2 separate regions of the Mus musculus genome follow, and region 2 is linked to region 1. A link is a contact called in public HiChIP or PLAC-seq data. All regions are on one chromosome and are shown on one strand. Each heading gives the region's core, a stretch centred on a gene start, on an enhancer-like site or on the middle of the called end of the contact. The rest is flanking DNA. Distances are from core to core; before and after follow the strand shown. Region 1 has its middle 85 kb from the start of Nhsl1. Region 2 holds the start of Nhsl1 (NHS-like 1).

What was found. HiChIP or PLAC-seq counts read pairs in DNA pulled down with a chosen protein or histone mark.
Region 2: an HNF4G HiChIP or PLAC-seq map of pancreatic cancer cells shows a contact between it and region 1. The contact joins the promoter of Nhsl1 here to the enhancer-like site in region 1. A contact is called at or near these places in 2 of 39 promoter capture datasets (liver and macrophages), 17 of 484 Hi-C or Micro-C datasets (the AML12 cell line, the C3H10T1/2 cell line, the N1E-115 cell line and 9 more), 7 of 115 datasets of contacts at active chromatin or transcription factors (a colorectal cancer cell line, craniofacial prominence, embryonic stem cells and 2 more) and 3 of 9 other capture datasets (adipose tissue, embryonic stem cells and pancreatic islet).

What each region holds. Positions count from the first base shown.
Region 1 is chr10:18,319,888-18,325,600 of GRCm38.p6, reverse strand. It overlaps a transcript of Nhsl1 not described here. Among named protein-coding and RNA genes, the nearest start is that of Nhsl1, 85 kb to the left of the region's middle. Within about 2 kb of position 1,715, at least 35 of the 459 cell types and tissues checked have an H3K27ac peak or open chromatin away from gene starts, as enhancers often do. A contact at or near this core is called in the AML12 cell line, the C3H10T1/2 cell line, a colorectal cancer cell line and 3 more, where this site is marked.
Region 2 is chr10:18,405,934-18,411,757 of GRCm38.p6, reverse strand. Nhsl1 (NHS-like 1) reads right to left here and starts at 4,083. Exons shown (of 7, transcript NM_173390.3): 1 at 3,244-4,083. The coding sequence starts at 3,445.

The DNA.
Region 1 (5,713 bases), core at 466-2,965:
ACCTGGTTGGGCAAAGACAATGCCCAGACAATCTTTCTGCCAATAAGCTACCCTTTTCTAAGGGAAGTCAACTGCTAGAGGCAGAAAGAACCTTGTGCATGCCATGTTCTGAGCTGCTCCCACCTCGCCATCTGTCTACAACAGCATTCATCCAACCTTAAACATTATACAGAGCATACTAGGTCCACTGTATATGGGTGCACGGGTGGGATACATAGCCCTGGGGCTAATTACATTTGATGTTAATTCCGTTCTCCCGTGAGGGGCTCAGACAAGGAATGAGTCAGCACTCAGGTGATTTCCAGAAACCTGCTTCCCACCTTAATTTGTAAACTAGAGGAGAACTGATGATTGGGCAGATAGAAGGGAAGGTGGGGCAGAAGGTGAGAGGGAGAGAAGAAGGAGAAAATGGAAGAGAGAGGATGCAGAGGAGGAGGAAGAAGAAAAGCGGAGCAGAAGCACATGGCCTGGAGAAACCGAAAGTTCTAAGCTGTGGAAGATGGTAGTGTAGCGGTAGATCTGCCCAATCTAGGCGCACAGCATGTAATCATATTAACTGTGTTGTGCTTTCATTGCCCGGGCATATTTGGGATGGGAGATTTACTGCAACAAAAATGCCATAGTATAAAAGGTGCCCTGTGGTTAGACGGCACAGCAAACCCTCTCAATGCTTCTAGAATCTAAAGGGGTGGGCATTCTTTCTACAACTATTATTTTAAATTGCCTTTTCCTATGCTCTGTTGGCAGCAGGATTTCATATTTACTCAGGAAGTTCTCTATTGTTGTCAAGACGGGGGTCTCAGGTAGCCCAGGCTAGCCTCAAACTCACCATGTGGCCTAGAATGACTTTCATGTCCTGCTGTTCTCTCCTCTGTCCCCAAGGACTGGATTTCAGACACGAGATACTACATTCAGTTTCGTGCAGTGCAAGGGACTAAACCCAGGTCTCTCTTCACTCATGATGGGCAAGCAACCTACCACTGAGCTACATGCTCAGTCCCAATAAGTCCCAGTAAGTGCTTTTAAAACAAACTGAAAAGAATTTAGAGTAGGACTTGGAGAGATGGCTCAGAGGTTAAGAGCACTGACTGTTCTTCCAGAGGTCCTAAGTTCAATTCCTAGCAACCACATGGTGGCCCACAATCATTTGTTATGGGATCCAATACCCTCTTCCGGTGGTCTGAAGCCAGCTACAGTAATATTCATATACATAAAATAAATAAATAAATCTTTTAGGAAAAAAAAAGAGTTTAGAGCAGAAATCACAAGACCTTGTCTTACTAACACCTTTTACTAGCCCTAGAACTTTCATTTCTTGATCTATAAATTGGGCTTAAAAATGCAGTCTAGCCTTTCTATTTTATTGGTTTTGGAATAAAATAGAAAGGGGGAAGGGTGGCTCAGAGGTTAAGAGTACTGGTTGTTCTTCCAGAGGACCCTAGTTCAATTCCCAGGACCCACATGGTAGCTCACAACTGTCTGTAACTCCAGTTCCAAGGGATCTGACACCCTCACACAGACATACATGCGGGCAAAACATCAGTAACAGAAATGATAAACAAATCTGAACAATGGGTTTTTAATCCACAGTCCCACTTCACAGGAGCTTGTGAGTGTTAGTCATGGAAAGCAGCGAATGCTGAGCCTGGGAAACATTTGCTTGGTAAAGGAAGTACAAAGCCCACAGCCGGCATGAGTCCACTTGTCTGGAATGTTCAGAACAGTTAAATCCACAGAGGCAGAAAGGAGACTCCCAGTGACCTGGAGGTAGGAAGGTCAAGAAGAAAGGGAGACTGACTCCCGGGATGTGGGGGGCCATGCAAATAGGCTGTGGTCATGTTTCTCATGTCTGAATACACTAGAAGTCACTGGCCCCTACACTGAGAATGGCTGGATCTAGGAATTGTGTCTCAATAAAATTAGCTGTAAGGCCAAGCCACGGGTCTATAGTTCTAGCTACTTGGAGGTAGAAGCAAAATACTGAGTTCAAAGGCTGCCTGGGCCATAATGTGAGTCAAGGCCATAGACAACCTTCAGATTTAAAATTAGAGCATTTCCTAATATGCCCTAGTCAGATCCCAAGTACTGAGGGTGAGGGAGCACGCCCACAGACCTTAAAAACCAAACATAGCCATGCCAGTGAGAATCTGCCCGTCTCTGCAGAGCGAAGGCTCTTGCTTGTTAACAGAGCCCAGACACAGCTATTCACACTTCTGCCCCTTGTCACAATTTTCAATGTAGCCTTATTTAGTCAGCAGCAAAATTAATCAAGTTCTACTTGCACAGAAACAGGTCCGGTGAGATGATTCAGTGGATAAAGGCACTTGCCACCAACCCTGACAGCTTGAGTTGACCCCTGGATCCCACAAGGGGGAAGGAGAAAACACTTCAGTAAGTTTCCTCTGACTTCCATGTGTCATGGTGTGTGCACATCCGAGAGTGTATATGCGCATGCGCACACACACACACACACACACACACACACACACACACACACAATGTTATAGTATACATGTGATAATATCCAGTCACTGTACTGAGCTCTATAATAACAGATGTGCTGCCATCCCTAACCTCAAGTAGCTTGCAGTCTGGCTGAGGAAAGCATGTGTCAAAGAGTCACATTCAGTCGCTGTAAATGCAGTACACTTAAGATCAGTACACTTAGTCAGGGCTCTTAGAGAAACAAGTGACAGAATCGATGTACATACATACATACATACATACACACACACAGAGATACATATATATATGATACCCGCTGAGACATCCAGCCTTGTGGACTGAACAACTACTGGATGCGTGTGTGTGTTTCATATATGTGTATACATGACTACATATATATATATACATATATATATATATACACACACATATATATGATTTATTAGAGAGGCCTGTAGTCTGTGTTCCAGCTATTCCAACAATAGCTGTGTAGCAACAGAAAATCCAGGAATCCAGTAGTTGTTCAGTCCATGAGACTAGATGTCTCTGCTGGTCTTCAGTATACACTGGAATCCCAAAGAAGTAGGCTTTAATGCCAGTGAAGAAACGTGCCATGCCAGCAAGAGTGAGCGCAAGCAGGCAAGAGTACGAGCTTCCTTCTTCCACATCCTTTATATAGGCTGCCGCGAGACAGTGTGGCCCAGATTAAAGGTGGATCTTCCCACCAAAAAAAACCTTTCACAGGTGTACCCAGAAGCTTGAGTTTAAGTTAATTCCAGATGTAGTCAAAGTGACAACCAAGAATAACCATCACAAAGTCCATCCTGGACCACTTTCCACAACATGGGATCATCAGGTATAGCCTCAGAGTCCTCACAAGACATGGATAAACAGGGACGTGTTTTTGCTAACTTAAGACAGGTTTTGTAGGACTCCCCCCACCTATGATATTTGGAAGATGGCAAGCCTGAAGAAATATTCCTCGTGATCCTTGAAACCAGTAGGACTGGCCCACAGGACTAAGTGTTGTTTTTCAGGTTACCACCGGTACGTGTGGTGCAACCTTACATGTGGTGGTTATGGGCAGTCATGAGTGAAATAAGAACTGGATCCTGGCCCCCTCTCGTGCATGTGCTGCTGGAGACTCATTAACAGGTATATCTTACCAGAGAGATGAAATTAAGGTTCTCAGGCAGCCCTCTGACAGTTCCCAGCATGTGTCTACACTTCGATCCCTATCTCTAAACACTCCTACAGTGAAGCTACACACATAAGCAATGGACAGCAAGGGAGGCAATCAAAGGTCTGTGCGCCAGCCCTCAGCCTAGACAAATCACTTCAAGTCTTTTGGCTTTGACTACTCCTCTGGTTATGAGTTCATGAAATTAGTCAATTTACAGTCAATTCTCAATACGAAGGTTCATGAATGAAGGATGTAACTTTGAAGACCTGCTTATAAAAGATCAACACGTCAGGCACAGTGGTACCTTCAGTCCTAGCACTGTGAGTTCAAGGCTAGGCACCTTCCACATGCTGGGACTGTGGATATGAGCCACTATGGTAGACAAGGCATTGCTTTAAAAGAATCCTGCAGATGCTAAATAGGATAAATATATAGGGTTTTTATTATATGAATATATAGGCTCTTAGCACACAAAAAGAGTTGCGTGCAAAAATGGGACCAAACCTAATAATGTGTTTAATAACTCATCTTTTTCTCTGTATGCACACCTATGATCTAGGCATAATTACTTTTGATAAAAGCTTTCATGATTATATGAAAATGATGAACCAGGATTACTGGTATAAAATTAAAGCCACTTGAAATGACATGCCTGTGAAAACTTTGAAGAGAATTATTTCAGTCGCTTCAAAAACAACTTTAGAGAGAATTCAGGGAGCTGCTGGGCAGTATTGTTTATTGGAATACACATATTCAAAGAAAGGAAAGTGAGCAGGAGGTGATGTCATTTGCATGTAGCAGCACTTGGAAGTTGGAGGCAAGATGATATGGAGTTCAAGGCCCACCTTAGCTATATAGCAAGTTCAAGACCAGTCATGACTATATGAGTCTCCATCTAAAAGGAGGAGGTAGAGGAGGAAATATATTCAAATGCAAAGCAAAACTAGCAAAATAAGCGGTCTCTTTCCTCAGTTTATTTTTACTTTATGTGCTGGTGTTTTGCCTGTGTGTATGTCTGTATGGGGTGTTGGATCCCCTAGCAACTGGACTTACAGGGAGCCATGATCTGCAATGGTGATGCTGGGAATTGAACCAGGGCCCTCTAGAAGAGAGCAGCTAGTGTCCTTAACCTCTGAGCCATCTCTCCAGCCAGCAAGGAAAGAGTTTTAACATCAAGGAATATTGTTTATTTTTCTACAGGTTATCTTAAAATTGTAATTGGCCTTGTTCTGCAATTACAGAATGGGGCAACACTCCATTCCATGTAACTAGAATGTGTTCTCTTTGTTTTGTTTTGTTTACTTCCCTTAGAGTTCTTCACCCAGTAGTTAGAGCGGCCTCACCACACTGCACGTCAGGGATGACAGTCTCACTCACCCAGGTGCACACACCCAACACAAAAAGGCACAGAAACAAACAGGACTGCCAGGTTTACAGTGAAGGTCCCCTAGGACAGCACATCCTATGCATGAGGTCATCGTTCACATGAACTAAATAGATTCTGATTATGTTCCGTACAAATTATTAGGTCATTTTGACTCCACGCCCCTTCTCATCCCCTCCCACTCTCCTGGGTTGAAAGCTGTCCACCACTTAAAAGCTGTGTGTTTTAGCATAACCAGAAATGCACAACTTAGGAAACACATTACAGCGGCATATGTAAGTAGTAGATTCAAATTTGTGAAAATTCGAACTCCTAAGCTTCGAGATGGTTAAACGTGACTTGGGTTTTCAAGCTGGAAAACAAGCTACTCCGGATTACACACGTATGAAGTGATTCTAAGTCGGGCCATTTTTCATGCAGAGCTGCTGAAACCTAGGCGTGGGCTGTTATACCAGTATCTCCCCTCCCACCCGGCAATCCATCAGCCATCCCCAATTTACTCTTTGCACTAAGTAGCATGAACAAGTTCACCTACTGGAAAGGGAGAAACCACCCAGGCATCACACTGAAAGTTTCTTAGTTTAGGCCAGCAGGAAATTCCAGTCCCTTCATTCATCAGAGCCAGTTAAAGCTGCTGAAAAGAGATGGGCACTTGGAGATTACAATGTCAAGACATAGACTTAATCTGGGGGGTTGAAGAG
Region 2 (5,824 bases), core at 2,834-5,333, 84 kb before region 1:
TTTGCAATCCATAGGTACTGTGACAAAATAAGACTAACTACTTAGTGGTGATTGCTTTGAACCTATTTATATGAATCTTCCTTAGCTTCTCTTTTTTCAAATTCATATATATATATGAAATTCATATATACATATATATGAATTCATATATACATATATATATGGAAAGGAGAGATATTCATTTGAGTTCAGAAAGCCCTAAAGTCCCAGGACAGTGTCAGATCCCCTGCAGCGATAGTTACAGGCAGCTGTGAGCCACCTGACCTAGGTCATGGGAATGGAATTCAGGTTCTCTGCAAGAGCAGTAGGGATTCTTAACCTCTGAGCCCTTCCTTCAGCCACACTTCAGGCAACTTTTTAAAGGTCATGTGGTAGAAAGATACCTACTGGTCACTTCTAATCTCACAAATAGAGTCTTCCGAGAAATCTTAAGCTATTATTTTATCTTAGTTTCTGGAGTGTAAGTAACAAAGTCAAAGGCTATGGCTTTTTGCTTGCAGTGATGCATATCTTCAAAAGTAGCCATGCAAAGCCAAGCATGGTGACGCATGTCTTTAATCCTAACACTCAGGAGGCAAAGGCAGATTTCTGTGAGTTCGAGGCCATGCTGGTCTACATAATGAGTTCCAGGACAGCCAGGGCTATGTAGAGATACTCTGTCTCAAGAAATAGGTAAATAAGTACCCACCCACCCCCACCCCCAAAGTAACCATGTAAAAGCTTGTATTGTGGCGTTACTGAGCAGCCTAGAGATACAAGTAAAGGGGCCTGCTACTTTGCAAAATGAATGGATGTGTTATTCAACTTCCTATCCACCAAGGATCCAGTGAGTTGGCTAGGCTTCTTAAGAAGTGTTACCTGGTAACAATGGGCAACAGTTACAGCCAGTTTATCCTTGAAGCAGCTGGGAACTAGCATAAAGAAGGACCTGCAGAGCCAGGCTCCCCAGTCCCTACAGGGCACAAGCAAGGTTTATGTTCCTAGTGACCACTGGCCCATCTCCATCCGTCAGGGCTGAAGGCACAGAGGGAAGAGGAAAGGACAACAGCTTTTCAAAAACATCTATCAATCAAAAGCCTATTCATGTTCTGAGAGTTAGAGATGGAAGTCACCGCACACTCCCATCATACCAGTAAGTCTTAGGTGCTTTTTCATCTGTGACCCTATCTTAGTGGTCACCCACCGCAGTGGCTGCTAATTCAAGTAGTACAGATTCAGCTTCTTTGCTATTCATCAGAATAAAAACCCAAACCTTGCATGATTTTCCTTAAAGATGGTTCCTCTTTTGATCTACTAGCATAAACAAATGTCACATCTACATTTCTCCAGAGGAAAGGCTTATGATGAATAAAGACCAACTGTTAGAGCATGCCCCTAGGACAGTCTGTCAAGGATGAGAGCCAACTTGTCTTCTGTAAGCTAAACATGGAAACAATGCAATTCTGTGATTTGTAATGTACAGGCAGCTTTTTACGGATTTCCCCTAACTCCATATGTCAAAATGATAATATTTACTCTGGGGCAATTATTTCTAAGAACCTATAAATGTACATGCTGTAGTAAGCCCCCATTTAGATACAGGAGGCTACAGTGCCCTATTACATGAAGGGATAAAAGGCACGTATTGTAAATAAACAAGTCCTGCCTTCCTTTAGAACTTGCCCTTGCCCTCCACAATGACTTCTTTATTTTCTACAAGTCAAGTATACACTACTTGCTTCACTTTCCAACTAAACCTAAGGCATACAAATTCAGTCTCTCCCTTTAATGTTAACTTACATGAACCATGGACAGTGAAAGTCCTAAAGAAAGCCACATGGTCACACGTAGACACTCTCCAACAGAAACCTGATAGCACTTGGTTTGAAGCAAAGTACGTTCTGAGAAGCAACTTCTGGCAAAGGCTAAAGGGAGTCAAGAGTGTACCCCCTTGTAACCACAGCACCATGGTGTCCACCCTACAGACTTGTCTGGTTCAAACATAACCAAAACCACAGCTTATTCCTGATTTAGAAAAGTAGTTCCCAGATGTGAACTACCCAGCTTCATCCAGAAAGCAAATGCCTGTTTTGATACTGGTAATTACACAGTGTGAACTCAAAGCCAGGTTTCAAAGCTCAGCATGAGTAGACCACTGGTAACCAACCAACTCCTTGATACAATAGCTGGCATCTTTAAAAAATATTAACCAGCCCTTCCTCTGCCAGTTCAACAGACAAACACAATCCAGTTAACATCCATTGTCCTTGTAAAAGAGCTGTGTTTTAATCCTCAGAGTGCACAGAGTGACCGTGTACCCAGAGCATGCAGGTTAGTTAATTCTTACATTTCTGCAGTTTGGGTTCCCAAAAGAGAGGGAAGAAAGAATAGGTCCCTGAGATGTTCTAGCAAGGTTTCCCTTGGCAAAGGGAGAACACAGTAAACAAGTCAGTCCTGAACAGTGTCTGGCCTAGGCTCCTTTGTAACACACAGGAGTGCTTCCCTGCTGAACTCTGGACAACATCCAATGAAGAAACCATTTCAGAGCTAAACAGTTCAGTCCCTACACCAGACATCCTAATAGGCAGACGTTAGAAAGTCTATATAGAAAATAGGGAGTGTTATAAAAGCCTAGGATGTGCCCATGTCCTCCAGCAGGACTATAGTCTTCCTCACCTTCCAGGGGGTCTAACATGCTAATCCTGAGAACAGACACCAGCGCTGGTCTGACAAGGAACTTGACAGAAATCCAAAACTCTTTTGGCCAAGGTAAACCCCTTGTGTCCATTTTCCTCCGTGTCACACTCAACACCTGTCTAAGTCACACATTCACCAAACCCATTCATCTTCTCAGAAGAACGCCGCAAAAAGACACAAACCCTCAAGCTTTGTCAGAGCACTTACTGGAAAGAGCTCATGACTTGGCCCAGACCAGATGATTCCATCTGGGGTGACAGCGTCTTACTGACTTATCCAAGTCACAGGCGAGCATGGACTGGGGAAGAGGGGAGAGCACCTGCGGCAAACAACAGCTATTTAACCTTCTGGGAAGGCTACACGGTCTCAAGCTGGATCTTGGCGGAGCAGTTTTTATTTCAGACGTGTAAACAAATGAATGGTACTTAGCTCCAGCACAAAAAAAAACAAATAAGGAACTCCTGATGGAGCAGGAGAGGACGTGACAGGAAAGCACCGGCAGGAACAAAGAATTCTATAGAGCAAACTTTTAAAAAGATGTTTAAATTAAGAATAAAATCAAGTCACCTTTTCTGGGCTGGGTCCTGTATATCCAGTTCTCATCATCGGCTTCCACCTGGTGCCCACAAACGGACAGCTCTCCATCACTGCGGAACAGCCTCTTTGTCTGCCTGGACAGGGAGGAGAAATTTATCCAACTCACAGCACGTGAGAGGGAGCCTGGGCTTGCCTTGATTCCGAAGGAACCTGAGGAGCCGTCCTTTTTCATCTTCTTTCACATCAAAATCCTCTAGAGACAAAGGGCAGCCCAACAAACAAAATGCTGGCTTTTTAGAATTGGCCGGGATCCTTGAAAGGGGCCTGCCCCTTCCCTCTTAACGCTGAGAGTCGGGCAGGCTTTGTGCTTCTGCGTGCCCGATTAAAAGGAAAATGAAGGATTAAAGATAAATTTTTTAAGAAAATGGTTTACTCTAGACACATTGTAGCACCAATTTCTGGCGGGAGGTCCTCAGGCAAAAATAAAAATAATAATAAATAGAAGTACAAGCTTTAGAAAAATAAACAGTACAGTCATTTCAGACACACTTGCCAAGACTTTGTGAAGAAGAGCCAAGGTACCCCGACTCTTGGCTGCATGGCTAGCATCCCTAAAGGTAATCCTACGCCTCTCCAGGGCATCTTTCCCTCTTAAGGCAGACAGCCAGGCTTCCGGAGCTAACTCCTCACCCTGCAGAAAAAGATCCAGCGTCAAGCAGGCCCCTAGTTTAAAGTTCACCCACACAGGTTACTCAGGAGAAATCAAAGGGTTCGGCTCTGTTGTCCCGGCCCAGGGAAGAATCATAAACCGCCCACTTGCCCTCCTTCCCGTCTGGGAAGCGCTCCTAGCCGCAGGACTCCACAAACAATAAAACAGGCTGCGTGGCTATCGCTTGGATTACAGAGTAAGCACTCCTGCGAAAGATGATAGGCTTGCCCGACACTGAAGGCACCTCATTGGAGACAGAGAGCCCCGCCCCTCCACAGACCGTACTTCAGTGGTAGCTCAAACTTCTGAACTCCTGCAAAGCAATGGAAAAGCAAGCCTGTGCAGAACGTAGACGTCTCTCTGCAGATCACAAAAAAGATTTTGATTGCTGACTACTGGACCCACTTCTGAAAAAGGGTGATCACCAGAAGCGCTTTTAATGTGGTTTCTAGTCCCGAATTCCGGGGGTGGGGGTGGGGACACGGGTTAAGGAATGCCGCGATTAAGGATAAGGTAAGCAGTTTCACTTCACTTCCTGCTTTCAGCAAAGGTGAAACGCAGCCATGTGTGCACCTGTTTCTGCCTCCCCTTCTGCAGCCAGCAGGCAGAATATGGGGAGGTAGAGGCAGGAGGAACTCCTAGATCAAGGGCAGCCTTGTCTACAAGGTGAGTTCCAGGAGAGCCAGGGCTAGCTACACAGGGAAACCCTGTTCCAGAGAACAAACAGTTCTAAAGGCAAACTTTGTGTCTCAAGTCTACCCTGACTCTCTGAGACGGAATGACGGAGTTCTTCAAGCATGCCAGGGCTGGGGCGTTCGCTGAAGAAGTTCCAGAGCAAAGTGTCCCCAAGACAGTAGACTCTCATGCTACACAAGAAGACACTGGGACTGAAGAGGCAACTGAGAAAACAGCCGTCAGCACTAATGAGGCCAGAAAAGCTAAAGGGTTCTCAAGAGACCATGATGCCTAAATGCCTCAGGTTACAGACAGATGAACTCAAGCCCACACATACCCCATGCCAGAGCAGTGGTCAGGGATGGGAAGCAGACAGCACGGGGTCTGAAGTTCTCGGCTACTGGGTGTGCTGGTCCTACCTACCTCAGCTCTTAATTTTCAGTGATGTGTCTACACTGACCATTATTACAAGTGCAGAGACGATAGAGCTGCCAGGCCCAGTGGTGCACACCCATCTTCCTGATATTGAAGAGGTAAATGCAGAGAACTGACTTCCACTCTATGTAGAGCAGCCAGCCTGGGCTAGGTGACATCCAGTCTCAAGAAAACAAGAAGTAAAAAGAATTAAAAATATAAAAATGAGGAGTTTTTAAGAGCACCTCAGAAAAAATGTGAACGAGCCTTCTACTTAGCAAGACAGAGCTCCTGCCCTCTAAGAGTGCATGGGCACCAAACAACGTGCACAAGTCTCTCTAACCTGCTGTCCACACCTTCCTTATAGCTGCACTGTAATTCACATTTATAATTTAAAGGTATCTAAGCTTCATAATGAACCCCTTGCTGTGCCTGATACACCTTGATACACCTGAGACAGCTGAATCCTCTTGGCCTGGGTGCACAGTCTCAGTGCACCCAGTCCAGTACCCAGTACTGGACTCAGTACTCCTCACATGGCCCCAGCCTTGCACACATCTGGCAGAACCTAACGGAGGAGCAAGGAGAAAACTCACTATGAGCAACCAAGAGAAATAACTGGCTTATCAGAGCCAAGACTCAAGACTGTCCCTTAAAGTTGTTTACATTTATACAGAAGCTGAAATTATTTGCCAAAAAAACAATTTTACCCTAAATGTAGGCATGCTAACAAACTGGATTTCACTCTTTTTTTAAAAAAAAAAAATATTTATTTTATGTGAGTATACTGTAGCTGTAGAAGAGTGCGCATCA